Linked DNA regions of Sus scrofa: regions 2, 3 and 4 are each linked to region 1. Evidence: chromatin contacts called from public HiChIP or PLAC-seq data. All regions are on one chromosome and are shown on one strand. The core of a region is the stretch at or near the end of the contact, and the rest is flanking DNA. Distances in the headings are between cores, read along the strand shown.

What was found. HiChIP or PLAC-seq counts read pairs in DNA pulled down with a chosen protein or histone mark.
Region 2: an H3K27ac HiChIP or PLAC-seq map of alveolar macrophages shows a contact between it and region 1. The contact joins two enhancer-like sites. A contact is called at or near these places in 2 of 5 promoter capture datasets (fetal liver and liver), 8 of 47 Hi-C or Micro-C datasets (embryonic fibroblasts, fetal skeletal muscle, liver and 3 more) and 1 of 2 datasets of contacts at active chromatin or transcription factors (alveolar macrophages).
Region 3: a contact with region 1 is called in an H3K27ac HiChIP or PLAC-seq map of alveolar macrophages. The contact joins two enhancer-like sites. A contact is called at or near these places in 2 of 5 promoter capture datasets (fetal liver and liver) and 2 of 2 datasets of contacts at active chromatin or transcription factors (alveolar macrophages and skeletal muscle).
Region 4: a contact with region 1 is called in an H3K27ac HiChIP or PLAC-seq map of alveolar macrophages. The contact joins two enhancer-like sites.

What each region holds. Positions count from the first base shown.
Region 1 is chr11:19,297,762-19,301,323 of Sscrofa11.1, reverse strand. The region is part of intron 2 of RB1 (RB transcriptional corepressor 1); the gene reads left to right. Among named protein-coding and RNA genes, the nearest start is that of RB1, 18 kb to the left of the region's middle. Within about 2 kb of position 1,928, at least 3 of the 83 cell types and tissues checked have an H3K27ac peak or open chromatin away from gene starts, as enhancers often do. A contact at or near this core is called in alveolar macrophages, where this site is marked.
Region 2 is chr11:19,071,743-19,075,304 of Sscrofa11.1, reverse strand. LOC106510651 (a long non-coding RNA gene) reads left to right here. Exons shown (of 3, transcript XR_002336553.1): 3 at 1-2,699. Among named protein-coding and RNA genes, the nearest start is that of RCBTB2, 8.3 kb to the left of the region's middle. Within about 2 kb of position 1,609, at least 28 of the 83 cell types and tissues checked have an H3K27ac peak or open chromatin away from gene starts, as enhancers often do. A contact at or near this core is called in alveolar macrophages, where this site is marked.
Region 3 is chr11:19,093,208-19,096,769 of Sscrofa11.1, reverse strand. The region is part of intron 1 of RCBTB2 (RCC1 and BTB domain-containing protein 2); the gene reads right to left. Among named protein-coding and RNA genes, the nearest start is that of RCBTB2, 13 kb to the right of the region's middle. Within about 2 kb of position 1,864, at least 1 of the 83 cell types and tissues checked has an H3K27ac peak or open chromatin away from gene starts, as enhancers often do. A contact at or near this core is called in alveolar macrophages, where this site is marked.
Region 4 is chr11:19,117,666-19,121,227 of Sscrofa11.1, reverse strand. All of the region lies in intron 3 of RCBTB2 (RCC1 and BTB domain-containing protein 2), which reads right to left. Among named protein-coding and RNA genes, the nearest start is that of RCBTB2, 38 kb to the right of the region's middle. Within about 2 kb of position 1,822, at least 39 of the 83 cell types and tissues checked have an H3K27ac peak or open chromatin away from gene starts, as enhancers often do. A contact at or near this core is called in alveolar macrophages, where this site is marked.

The DNA of each region.
Region 1 (3,562 bases), core at 679-3,178:
GCTAGCGGTCAAATCAGGGCTACAGCCTAAGCCTACAGCCGTGGCAACACTGGATCCTAGCTACATCTGCAGCCTACACTGCAGCTTGCAGAAAGAGTGGATCCTTAACCCGCTGAGCGAGGCCAGGGATTGACAGACAGTATGTTGGTTGTTAACCCACTGAGCCACAACTGGAATGCCAAGACTCCCTTTAGCATTGTTCACAGGACATGTCTTGTGGTAATGAACTCTCTTAACTCTTGTTTAGGAATGTCTTAATTTTTCTCTCACTTTTGAAGGAAAACTTTTCTGGCTATAGCAATTTTGGCTGACAGTTTTTTTTCTTCTTTTAGTGCTTTGACTATATCAACCCACTGCCTTCTGGCCTTCAGAGTTTCTGATGAGAAATCTATAAGTAATCTCATTAGAGATCCTTTATGTATGATCCTTTCTTGCTGCCTTAAAAATTCTCCCTTTGTCTTTGGGTATTGACAGCTTAATTATAATATGGCTTGATACAGGTCTCTTTGATTTCTTCTTACTTGGAGTTTGTGGAGCTTCTTGGATGCTTACATTCCTGTCTTTCATCAGATTTTGGAATTTTTGGCAATTATTTAAAAAAATATTTTCCCTGTTTTTTTTCTCTCTTCTCTGGGATTCCCATAATGCATATGTTCTTCCATTTAATGGTGTCTCACAGGCCCCTTAGTCTCTATTCTCTTTTCTTCCCTTTTTTTTTTTCTTCTTTCTGTTTCTTAGACTCAGTATATTGTCCTGTCTTCAAGTTTGTTGTTTCTTTCTTCTGCCTTCTCAGATCTATTATTGAATTTTCTAGTGAATTTTTCATTTTAGTTATGATACTTTCCAGACCCAGAATTTCTAGAGGTTTCTTTTTTAGGTGTTCTGTTTATTGATATTTACATTTTTTTGTACGCCATTTTCTTTTTTTTTTGTCTTTTTGTCTTTTTTTAGGGCCGCACCCATGGCACATGGAGGTTCCCAGGCTAGAGATCTAATCGGAGCTGTTGCCTCCAGCCCACACCACAGCCACAGCAACGCCAGATCCGAGCTGCGTCTGTGACCTATACCACAGCTCGTGACAATGCCGGATCCCCAACCCACTGAGCAAGGCCAGGTATCGAACCTGCAACCTCCTGGTTCCTAGTCGGATTCGTTAACCACTGCGCCACGATGGGAACTCCTGTACATCATTTCTTAACATGTCTTCTTTTAGTTCTTTTAGGATCTTAGTTTTCATCTAGAAAATCTGCCATTCAGTTCTTTTTCAGGGACACTTTCTTTTGGCCAACTTTTTTCCTTTAAAAGAACCATACTTTCTTGTTCTTTGTATGCTTTGGTTTTTAATTTTGTTGTTGTTGTTATTGAGAATTGGACAGTTGAATCTAATAATGTAAGTCCGGAAATGAGAATCTCCCCCCTTCTCTAGAGTTTGCTGTTTTTGGGTTTTATTTTTTGTTTTTGTTTGCTTTGGTCTTACTTGGTTTTGGTTGTTGTGCTGGGGATCAGCCTGTATAAACTTAAGGTTTCTCAGGTCTTTTCTGCGTCTTTGCCTTTCTTGGGTATGCACTGTGACTTGCTAATTTCCTTTATGTATGTGGTTGCTTTTTAGTGTCTTAGTCATCAACAACTGGCTCCCAAAACAGGAAAAAGAAAATAATGAAGAGTGGGAGGAAGGCAGTAACCTCTTCAATCTCCTGGAAATTGCTTTAACTAGAGAGAGAGGTGCTTGCAACAGTGTGGGAGGTGCAACAACAGTACCCCCCTCCTTTGTTTGCACTTCTGTGATGAGCAACAGTCAGTGATCAGAGCACAGGTCTGTGAAATTTGGAGAACAGGGTTGTTTTTTCCTCACTCTGGCTCTCGTAGGTTGTGTGCGGGCTGTTCTAGAAGCATGTGCCCAGTTGCCTGCCATGCGGGTGGCAGTTGGCCTTGAGTAGCTGCTACTGTGCTAAGAGCTGAAATTGGCAGAAATGGACTATAATTTACCTTCTCTGCCTTTCCCTGGAAGTTGCAAGCCTTTAATAGACTCCAAGGTTCTGGAATAGTTACATAGGACACATTCTGCCAGTGCAGTTGTTGTCTAGGTGGGGAGACATTTCTAGTGCTCGCCATTGTCTTCCCAGAATTCTCTCTTCATATGAATTTTGAGATCAGTTTGTCAGTTTCTTTTAGAAAGGCGGTTGAGATTTCAGTAGGGATTATGCTGACTCTGTAGATTAATTTGGAGAGTATTTCCATTTTAACAATATGCAGATACATGAGCATGAAATGTCTTTGATTTACTTAGATATTCCTTAATTTCTTTCAACAGTGTCTTTAGTTTTGAGAATATGTCTTAAAATTAAAAAAAAATATTCCTAAGTATTTTATTCTATTGATGCTATTATAAATGGAGTTCATTTTGGGTTTTTGGTTTATTTGACTTTTTGTATGACTTTTGTATGTCTATTTTATACCCTGAAAACTTGCCAAATTCATATTTTAGTTCAAACAGTTTTTTGGTGTATTCCTTAGGATTTTCTGTATACAAGATCATGTTGTCTGCAAATAGAGATAGTTTTACTTCTTCCTTTACAATCTGGATGCCTTTTATTTCTTTTTCTTCCCAAATTGTCCTGGACAGAACCTCCAAAACATTGTTATCTTTTTCTGTCCTTAGGGCGAGAACAGCTCAGACTTTTACCCTTACTTATCATGTGGACTTTTTTTTTTTCTTTTTTATGGCTGCACTTGTGACATATGGAAGTTCCCAGGCCAGGGGTCGAATCAGAGCTGCAGCTGAGGCCTATGCCACAGCCACAGTAATACCAGATCTGAGCTATGTTGATGTAGGCCACAGCGTGCCGCAACACCAGATCCTTAACCCATGAGCGAGGCCAGGGATAGAACCCCCGTCCTCACAGAGACAACATTGGGTCCTTAACCTGCTGAACCACAACAGGATCTCCCTGATGTGGACTTTTTGTAGATGCCTTTTGTCAGGTTGAGGAAGTTCCCTTTTATTCCTTTTGAGTGTTTTGCCAAATGATTTTGGATTTTGTCAAATGATTTTTCAGTGTCTCTTGAGACAATTACATGTTTTTTCTCCTTCCTGATACAGTGTTTTACATTAAGTTAAGATTTTAAAACTGTATTGCATTTCTAGGATAAGTCTCACTTGGTCATAGTGTATAATTCTTTTTATATGTTTGTGAATTTGGTTTCCTAGTACTTTGTTGAGGATTTTTATGCACATGTTCATAAGATATTTTGGTCTCTATTCTTTTAATATTATTGTCTGATGTTAAGTGTCAGGGTACTACTGACATCTCACAGAATGAGTTGGAAATGTTTCCTCTTCTTAAGTATTTATGGAGCAATTTGATGAACTGATATTTATTCTACTTTAAATGTTTCACCAGTGAAATCATCTGAGCCTGGACTTTTCCCTGTGTAGACGTTTTAAAATTATTAATCCAGTCTCTTGACTTGTTATAGGTCTATTCAGATTGTCAATATCTTCTTGAGTTGGTTTTGGTAGTTTTTATCCCCTTAGGAATTTGTTCATTTCACCTACCTTATC
Region 2 (3,562 bases), core at 360-2,859, 230 kb after region 1:
CTCCTTTACTAGTGGGGCAGAAACACAGATAAAAATAGCTAATATTTATTGGGTGTTGACTACTTGCCAGGCACAGTAATAACCCCTTAATGCTGTGTAGTGGGCAGAATAATGGCCCACAAAGACGCTTATGTCCCAGTCTGTAAAGGCTGTGACTAAGTTATGTTAGATAGCAATGGAGGAATTATGCGGTAGATGGAGTTAAGGTTACTAATCAGCTGACTGTGAGATGGTTTGATTATCCTGGATTATCTGCTGGGTCAGGGTGCAAGAGGCAGGAGTCAGTGTCAGAGAAGGAGATGCAATGGCAGGAGCAGAGGCTGGAACGATGTGATGTGAGAGCTCACCTAGCCATTACTGATTTTGAAGATGCATGGGGCCACGGTCCAAGGAACATGGGTAGCCTCTAGAAGCAGCTAACACATAGAAAAACACATTCTCCTCTAGGTCTTCCTGGCCCTTCTGACACCTTGATTTCAGCCCAGTGAAACCCATTTCAGACTTCTGACCTCCAGAACCATAAGATAAAAACTTTTTTTTTTTTTTTTTTAAGCCACTAACCTAGGGGTAAACAGCAATAGAAAACAAATACAGATTTTCTCACTCCCTCTTTACAACAGCCTCATCCGATGGGTACTTAATATAGCTGTTTTGCAAATGAATAGGCTAAGGCTTGGAGGGCTTGACTCATTTGACCCAGAGGTGAGTGGATGGCCTGATTTTGGAGCCACTTGGAGATGGTTTTGCTTCTTCCTTTCACAAATGAGAAGACTAGGCACGGAAATGTGTCCAAGTCACATGTGAGTTGGTGACAAAGCTCACTGTACCCCCATAAAAATGGGGGTAGACCAGCCTTTCACAAATACACATGTGCCCAGAAAGTCACTGGGAGTCCCATTAGGATGCAGGCTCCAACCAGCAGGTCTGGGCTGGGAGCCAGGTTGCTACATTTCCCAGCAGCCCCTGGGGGAGGCTGATGCTATTGGCCAGGGACTAGCAGAGCGGTCACTGCCCTTGTGCCTTGCGCTGGGGGTTCTGAGCAACCCAGAGCCATCAGAGAGCTTTGGGCATCGAGTGGAATGAGGGGGCACTAGGGAGGGAGACACAGGAGCAGACGCCCCACAGTTCTGTGGTGAATGAGGTTTAGGGTCTCGGAGGAAAAAGTCGGGGTTAAAGACAAGGATCTCACTCACAGGGCTCCTCTTGAGAATGACATCACCCACATGCGAAGATTATCGTTGTCATTTGAAAAGTCATTCGAAATGTGCTGGCCTGGCTCTGGCATCACGATGGCCTTTACTCTTTTATGGGACAACACCCACAGGTCAAGAACATCTTCCTACCGCAGAGAGAAAATAGCTCCATGTGACTGTGTGGGGAAAAGCAACATCCTCCATTCCCTGACATACATTTCATGTAAAGAAAAAAACCCCCTTTTTTTTTGGAGAAAAAGAGAATAAACTGCTTATGCTTTGAGAAACATGTCTGAAGCTTGATGGGATCAAAAAGCTCAAGGTCCTGCCCTTTCCTCTCCTCAGCCCCAGCACTGCTCCCCCGGTGGACTGCACCCTCAGGACAGAAGGGTGCTTCAGTCTGTAACCGCAGACGTGGTTCTTTGGGTCTTTGTGTTTCATTTTAAAAGAAATACACGCACCCCCATATGTGTGGGACATGCTGGGAGGGTCCCTGACCTTTTCCACTGTGACTGCAGAATTTCCATCTGTCTGTGGCTAGGGGAGCTGCCTGCAGGCTGGGAATGTTCTCTTTTCATTTTGAAACAACAGCCAGGCACGCGAGCAAGAAATAGCAGCTATCGTTTCAGACACAAGAACTCAGAGAGGAAGCAAATGTTTGGCTGACTGTTTCCCGGGGGTAGAGAGTAAAAAAATATTCCTCTGCATATTTACAGCGGCTCCAAAATGACAGGAATTTTTTTTTTTTCATTTACTCATTCAACTCAGCACTGTTGACCTCCAAAGCTACCTCACCTACAGGTTGAAAATGGAACTTTAAAGTGTTTCTAAATTAAGTTTTCTACAAACGTTCTTAGCTTTAGGGTTTGCTTCTGAAGGTGGAAAAAAATATGTTGGTTAGTTGTTCGGATCACCCCCCAAGCACTGCTCAGCCCTGTAAGTGCAGGGAGGTAGGGTGCTAGGATCTTTGCCTTCGTCAGGGTCCGGATGTTCAGAGCGTGGCCGGTCTGGACACCGAGCCCTTTAGCGGGGAGGACTCTGGCCACCCTGGGAACTTGACATTTTGGTGGTTTTCGCTTATCAGCATGGGAGAAGACGGGTGGTAAGAACACACCGCTTGGCAGTCAGACAAACCTTGCTAGTGTGTTATCTTGTCCAGGCCCCTAACATTCTTGGGTGACTTCACTATGGGCTTGTGTCCTTATCTGCAAAATACAAAAAATATACAAAAAAATAACACCTCCTCTTGAGATTATTGGGAAGATTAAAGGAGATAATATGAGTGGCACAAAGTAAGACCCTAAAAATGTTTGCTCCTCCAAGGGCCAGAAATACAGACTTTCAGGAATAATGTCTGTTTGGCTGTAGAAATGTATTATGTTACATTAATCTTCCTCATGATATGTTCCTTGGCCTACCAATAATATCATTTTTTTTTTTTTCTTTTCAGGGCTGCACTTGCGGCATATGGAGGAAGTTCCCAAGCTAGGGGTCTAATCAGAGCTACAGTTGCCCGCCACAGCATCCGATCCATGTCTGCGACCTACACCACAGCTCATGGCAATGCTAGATCCTTAACCCACAGAGCGAGGCCAGGGAGTGAACCCGCAATCTCATGGTTACTGGTCAGATTCATTTCCACTGCACCACAATGGGAACTCCGGGTAATATCAATTTTTATTTCTTTTGCACCTACAATTGATGGTGGGAGAGACGGATCCAAAGTTCGATTTGTGGCAATCCGTTGTGGTTACGATTACAGAATGCATGAATTCAGGCAAGATAAAGGAGGGATGGCTGTTTTTAGAAAAAAAAAAACCAATTAATTGATTACCCTGGTGATGTGGAACTAAGAGTCAACACCAGAAGGGACCTTCTTTGGTGCCTACTAGTAATTTTGGGGGACCAGGAGAGTTGGACTGGTTTTCCTTTCTTTCTTGCCTTCCATCAACACCCACCTCCCTACCTCCTCCCTTGCCTGCTGACAGAGAAAGGGCTTCCAGGGCAATACTCGTGGGATTGATCTTTCTTTGCCCTCTGTTCTCATCCCTTAAGCCACGTAGCCAAGGTCAGCTCAGGTGAGTCAGGCGCCAGCCCTCCCCCACCCCTCTCCTCTGCGCAAAGGTGATAACGTTTCCATCAAGGCAGAAGGACTGGAGCACTGGACAGTTTCCAGTTTAATCACCAATGAGAGGGAATGAAGATTAAACTGCAGGGCACCCTTTTGCACTGGCCCTTCTGAGATCCTAGATATAGCTTCTCAGGGTTGTAAGGTTTATTTATTTATTTATTTATTTTGCATTTTAGGGCTGAACCCTCAGCATGTGGAGGTTTCCAGGCTAGGGATCCAATCAGAGCTGCAGCTGCCG
Region 3 (3,562 bases), core at 615-3,114, 200 kb after region 1:
CCATCCCTGACTTCCCAGTTTTATAGGCCCACATGCTTTCTCTTCCATATTCCTGTCTCTCTCTTCCTGAAGTTAGTCTTGGGTTTCTGAACTTGCAAGAGACAGAATACAAACTGTCACCTCTCATTGCTTCTCTTTCAGAATCTACTCATACAAACCCTTAGTGAACAATGTAGAGTTTTCTGAATGTTTCAAAGAAAAAAAAGAGGAGGTTGATGAGGTATATCCACTGCACGCAGCCAGCAAACCCCAGTGGGGGCTTCTCGTCTCTGTTCCCATCCTGATGGAGGTGGTTCCTTCTGATTCTTTTACCTCGCAGCCTTCAGCCCCTTTGGTTGCTTCTGTTACGCAGAGCAATCTCGCTACCATCTTTAATCCAAGCATCTCTTTGAAGCTCTGATGTCTATTCTAGGTAGTTTTTCTTTAAAACTAATACCAAAGTATCCATTTTATTTTACATATTACCAGATCTCAAGCCTCTAATCCTTAAGGCTTAACTTTCTAGTCAAGTGAAATGAAGTCTGCAATTCACACCTCCTATGCCCAAGGCGAGCCACCAGCCACCAGCTGCCATAGGAGCAATGAAAGTGTTCACACACTTGTAAGTGAAGAGAGAGGGGTCAGAGACAAAGACACTTGGCCATTCCTTAGACCGAGCCTTTATCAGTTTACCGATTCAGCTGCATGGAAGGGTGAAATGGAGCACAACAGCCAAGAAAGGGCTACATCCATGCATTCACACCTTTTACTCTGCAGGGGTTCTGCCCAAGATTAAACACAACCCAGTCAATGTTTGGGAGTCAAGTTAGTATTCCCCCATTTGGAGGAGAAGAGGGGGAGGAAGGCAGTGTGGCAGAAGCTACTGGTTGTTGCCACAACATCAGTTCTTTTCTTCTCAGTAATAGACACCCCCACATTTAGATGGGTGTGAAGCACCTAGAATAGAAGCTACATTTACCAGCTGGCGTTGAAGCTAGATGCAGCATATGGCTAAGCTCTGGACAATGAGATGTAAGCATAAGATGGTGTGTGCAACTTCGGGAACGTGTCCTTAGAGGTGGAGGATATATCTTCTCTTCCACTTTTCCTCCTTCTCATTGGCCGGCATGTGGATGTGATGGCAGGATCTAGGGCAGCCTCTTGGACCACAAGATGGACGTCCCATTTGGAGGACGGCAGAGCAACAGATTAGAAGGAGACTGGGTGTCTGACAACTGGAGAGTTGCCAGCTTCTGTCTTCTTACAAACCATCTGCACATTGTAGCTGAACCTATTTTAACTGATGCCAGAGGAGATATCACCCCCTCTATTGAAATCATAGCAAGAAGGCCTTGAACTCTATGCTGAGCAGTTTAGATTTGGGGGTTATATATAATGGGGAACAAGTAATGGATTTTAGATTTGCAAACAAATAAAATTCGTTCACATTGGTGGCACTATTGTATTTTCCCTTAACGTCACTAAGGACTAGAGCACAACTTTTTAAAATTTCATGCATGGGTCACTAACCACATGAACAAAGAAAAGAAGAGGAACAACAGAGTAAGTTTGTCAATCTTAATTTTCACTTAAAACAATTTAGTATTCTAGGAAGTACATAGGACTTCCGAGAAAGGAGTGGAGAATGTTGAAATAAAATTTTTCAGTTGATACCATCTCTCTTTTTCTAGCTCTGGAGATTTTTTTTTCTTTTGCCTTCTGCATAAAATTATTTACTGTCTTCTCTTTGGATTAACAGCCAGTAATGGATCACCAAGAAAATCAGAAATAAACTGAAATCAAAGGAACTATAATGGTACAGTGGATATTTTAAATTTTGGGCTGCCCGGGGTCTATTTTCTTATGTAAAGCACTGTGGTTTCCCTTTTGGGGAACTGCTACTTTCAGTATGAGCAGAAAATCATATGATTGTCAACAAATTCTTTTGTTATCTTCAGAAAGACCTCAATTTTTTAGAAAACTTTCTAGTTATTGTTGCGAATAGATATTCTATCTTAAGGAAGTTGATGTTTACTTGAATGTGCTTGCAGTTATATCATACATCCTATAGCATGGCCTTTTCACTTAATATTTTGTTTTTGAGATTTACCCATGGCGAATCATCTCGATCTAGCTCACCTGGCTCCTATATAATACGGAGTTTTATAAATTTATTAAGTTGAACCATATCGAAATGGTTGAATCGCAGCAATTTCATATGGTTCCTATGGATCATATCACAATGATCTATTTTCCAATTGATGAACATTTAAGTTATTTTCAATATTTCATTATTGCAAGCACTGATGTGATGAAAACCCATTTACACATCTCCTAAGTACTGTGCAAAATTTTCTCTAGGTTATACACTGAAAATTAGAATTGCTGGATTTTAGGGCATGTGTAACTTCCGTTTTATCAGACAGTGCCCAGTTATTTCTCAAATCATTTGTTTGTATCAGTTTCCACTTGCCAACGCTGTACAAGAATTTCCTCATCCAGACCAACACGTGGTATCAGAAATCTTGCCAATCTGATGGGTCTGAAAAGATATACCCTTGTTTTAATTTGCATTGCCTTGATTACTGATCAGTTTGAACATCTTTTTGTACTCATATTCATGCATTTTTTGAACATACTCTTTATATCATTCCCAGTTAGCTAATGGTTATTTGACTTTTCCTCCCATTTTGTAGAAGTTTTTCATATAGTTTGACTATTGCATTATGGTTAGACGTGTTGTATCTTCTCTGAAGCACTGGCTTGTCTTTCAGAATCTTTTGTTTCGAAGAGGTTTTAAATTAGAAAATATTCAAATTTGACTGTATTTCCTTTATGACCTGTGATTTTCGAGTCTTGTATGGGAATTCATTCTACCCTGTGGTCACAAAGACATTATTCCACATTATCTCCTATAAATTTTCAAGGGTTAGTTTTCACATTTGAGTCTTTAATTCATCTGGAATTGAGCATGCATATGGTACAAGATGAAGGTCTAACCTTTTCCCTATGATAACATTCTGTTTCTGCATCATTTATTGAATAGCAATCTTGTCTACACAGAGTTGCGATGACATTTCCGTTATCTTCTAAATGTCCACACTTGCCAAGCTTCTTTTCTGTACTTCTTTTCCTGGTTAATTGGTCTCTTTTTTTTTTTTTTTTTTTTTTTTTTTTTGCCTTTGTCAATGCCACATTGTTTTACTTTCTATAGCTTTATAGTAAGTATTGATATCTGAAAAGGTAATCTTTCTATACTCTTTTTCTTCTTATGGTTTTCCATCAAAAAAATTGTCAGCTGTTCTTGACCCTTTATTATTTGCTTGAAGTTTATGCTCAGCCTGTCAAAGCCCAGAACAAAGCATGAATGTGTAGATTAGGGGGAAGAATTGACCTCTTTATGACACTGAGTCTTCCCAGCCATGAGCATAGTCTAACTCTCCATTTATTTAGGTCTTTTTCTTTAGGCCTCAGATAGGTGTGTGGAAGTTCCTCGGTCAGGGATCAAACCCATGTCACAGCAGTGACCTGAGCCACAGTAGTGACCCAAGCCAGAGCAGTGGCAACACCAGATCTTTAACCA
Region 4 (3,562 bases), core at 573-3,072, 180 kb after region 1:
GAGCTCACCTTCTCTCATGAAAAAAGCAAAATTACAACCAGCTGCTGAACAACCTTCAACAAAATAGACTGGAAACTATCAAAAAAGATATCCTACTCCAAAAAACAAAGAGGAGGCCACATCAAGACAGTAGGGGGGGCAATTACATGGTATAAGCCACCCCATACCCACCAGGTGGGTGGCCCGCAGACCAGAAAGTAACTATATGGCAGAGGCTGAGAGTTCTGAGCCCCACATCAGGTTCCCACGCCTGGAGATCTGGCATTAAGAGGAGAAGCCCCAGAAGCGTTTGGCTTTGAGCGCCAACAGGGCTAGTGAACAGAAGCTCCATGCGACTAGGGGAAGTGGAAATTTTACTTGTTAAGGCACACACAGGCTCTCATGTGCACTGGACCCCGGGGCAAAGCAGAGACTCCATAGAAATCCGGGTCAGACCTGCCTGCAGTTCTAAGAGGATCTCCTGGGAAAGGAGGGAGTGACTGTGACTCACTTAGGGGAAGGACATTGGAGGCAAAAGTCTTGGGAATAATCACCAGCATTAACGGTGGCCATTTTCAAAAAATGTGGCCCCATCCAACACGGCTGAGAAGTTCTGGGCCAAACAACAAACTGGGTGGGAACAGAGCCCCACTCAAGCGCAAAGAGGCTGCCTAAAAATCTCTCAGACACACAGTCACCTCTAATCACACCCAGAGACAAAGCCCCAACCACCAGAGGGTTAAGAATCAGCTCCACCTATCAGTGGGCAGGCACCCGTCTCTCCCATTAGGAAGCTTGCAGCAAGCCTGCATACTAACTTCAGCCACAAGGGAGGCAGACATAAGAAGCAAGAGAGGCTACAACCGTATTGTCTGCAAAAAGGAGACCACACTAAAAATCTACACAAAATAAAAAAGCAGAGAGGAGTTCCTATCGTGGCTCAGTGGTTTACAAACCCGATTAGCATCCATGAGGACTGGGGTTCGACCCTAGCCTTGCTCAGTGGGTTAAGGATCTGAAGTTGCCGTAAGCTGTGGTGTAGGTCACAGATGCAGCTAAAATCTCAGGTTGCAGTGGCTCTGGCATAGGTTGGCAGCTACAGCTCCAACTGGACCCCTAGCCTGGGAACCTCCATATGCCATGGGTACGGCCCAAAAAAGACAAAAGTAAATAAATAAATAGAAACAAAGGGCAGAGAATTAGAGTTTCAGATAAAGGAATAAGAAAAAAAATCCCAGAAAAAGATACAAAAAGATGCTCAACATCATTAATTAGGAGAGAAATGCAAGTTACAAGCACAATGAGGTAGCACCTCACGCCTATCAGAATGGCCACCATCAAAAAGTCTACAAACAACAAATCCTGGCGAGGGTATAAAGGGGAAGAACCCTTCTACACTGCTTGTGGGAATGCAACTGGTGCAGCCACTATGGAGAACAGCATGCAGATTCCCTAAAAGAAAACTTTAAAAATGAAAGAAAATGACAACAGCGGAAGAGGAGGACATGAGGTTCGCCTACTCCCACAAATACACTGAAATTCCATCTATATGTGGAACAATTCACAGAGAAAATTTTCTGAATGCCGACAAAAGACCCCAGGATTCTGACAGAACAAGAAAACTTCACAAAACTGAGCAGGACCGAAGAAAAAAGGAAAGAAAAAGAGAAATAAAGCAGGCCTGGACTCGTACCCCTAGGAAGCAGCTGGAAAAAGGAAAAACCCTCACCCCCTGGAAAGTACCCCACCAGCGAGGAAACCAGCCAGGACAGAGGGGGAACTCTGGAGGACCGGAGAAGAACACAACAACTGATGTAAAGCAGTTAAAGTGGAAGCATTCCTGTCACCGTCACTGGCCTGCATTTCCCAACCACAGGCTGGTGCAGCCAGCAGCCAGGAACTGAAACTCCAGCTTTGGAGATCAGACTCAGAGAGAGAGCTGGGTCTGGCTACACGGGGAAAAACTAGGATTAATAGCATGGAGACAGCCTGGAAGGACTAGAGTCTGGAAAGTCCACATCTGTGGCTGTAAGCTGAGGAAAGACGGTTGGACTTGGAAGATGTGCACCACTGCTGGGGGAGGCCTGGCAGGAAGGAGCAGGATCTACCACTGGAATCTTACCCTCTGCAAGTGCTCTCAGGCTGCAACACGCCAACTACTCCAGCTCCAGGATGTATCCTTGAGCAGCAGCTACTTAGCAATAGTTGGGGAGAAGCCCACAGCCCTTCAGGCTACAGAGAAAGTGGAGCAAGAATAGGGAACCCTTGGAGCAGGCAGAGGGAACTCGGGAATAACACAGGCCCCACGACAGCAGCCAGGCAGGGGAACACTGAAGCAATTGCTGCAAACAGTGCAGAAGGCTCAGGGAGTCATGCATGGCCTGGTATGTCGGCAAAGAGCCATGATCTGCATAGGGGGTGGCGAAAGTTATTTCGGAAACAGCACAAACCCTGGGCAATTGCAAGGGTCTGGGTCCTTCTGGGCAGTCAAAGAGCTGTGATCTGCCTAGGGGGCCAACAAAGTGAATTCGGAAACGGTGTGGATGGTTCCAGAGTCGCCAGGGGCCTTCCGGGTGGGCATAGAGTCACAATTTGCCTAGGGAGCAGAGAAAGTTATTTTGGAAACAGCACAAGTAATTCCGAGAGTCGCGAGGGGCCTGCTGGGTGGGCAGAGAGCTGCAAAAAGCCCACTGAACTGGCAAAGTTATTTCAGAAACACCACAAACAGTTCTGGGAGTCTCAAAGGCACAGTGAGCAGGCGGAGTGATCTCGAGAATAGCACAAGCTCCATGACCTCTGCCAACAATCAAGCAGGGCACTGCAGAAGCAGGGTTAAGTTGCACAGCTACTCAAAAGGGCTGAGAGGGCCCTGCTGGTGCACATTTTACTTTGCTGTGGCTACAGGAAGCACTCTGTTATCTGCCCAGTAAGGGAAGGGACTGCCAGAACACTGCAGGTCCTACAGCTACAGAGAGAGCTTTTGAGCAACATTTAGGGAGCAGCCCCCATCCTTAGGGCTACAGAGAAGACTCCCTAGACCAGCCAAACAAAGGGAGAGATTAAAGAAAGGCCCCTGCCCCCACTATAGGGAGCAGTCCCAAGGGGCTCCTTGACAAAGGGACGATCTAGAGGAGGGGCTGCTCAGGTGCCAACTACAGGACATCGTCCTGAGAGCTACCTAACAGCTAGACAGGTCTCAGGAGCCAGTGCTGCCCCCTGACCACAAAAGCAATCCTGTGAACCATCACCAACTCTCTCATAGGCCCCATTCCTAGCAGCCACCTGGCTCCAGAGGAGGTAGCATAATACCACTGCTCCTATCATGGGCTCTGAGAACACGTGAGCCACTACCACCCCGAGACCTCCAAGACTAGGCACCAGCTGCTGCGTCTACATACCTGCTGTCAAGGGGACAATAAATGCAGACAGTCAGACCTTACAAAACAAAGAAATAGCTTTCAGACAAAGAAACAAGACAAAAACACACAAAAAAACAAGTAAATAAAGAGGAGATAGGTAATCTAATTAAAAAAGAGTTCAGGGTGATGATAGTAAAGATGATCCAAGATCTCGGGGAAAAAAT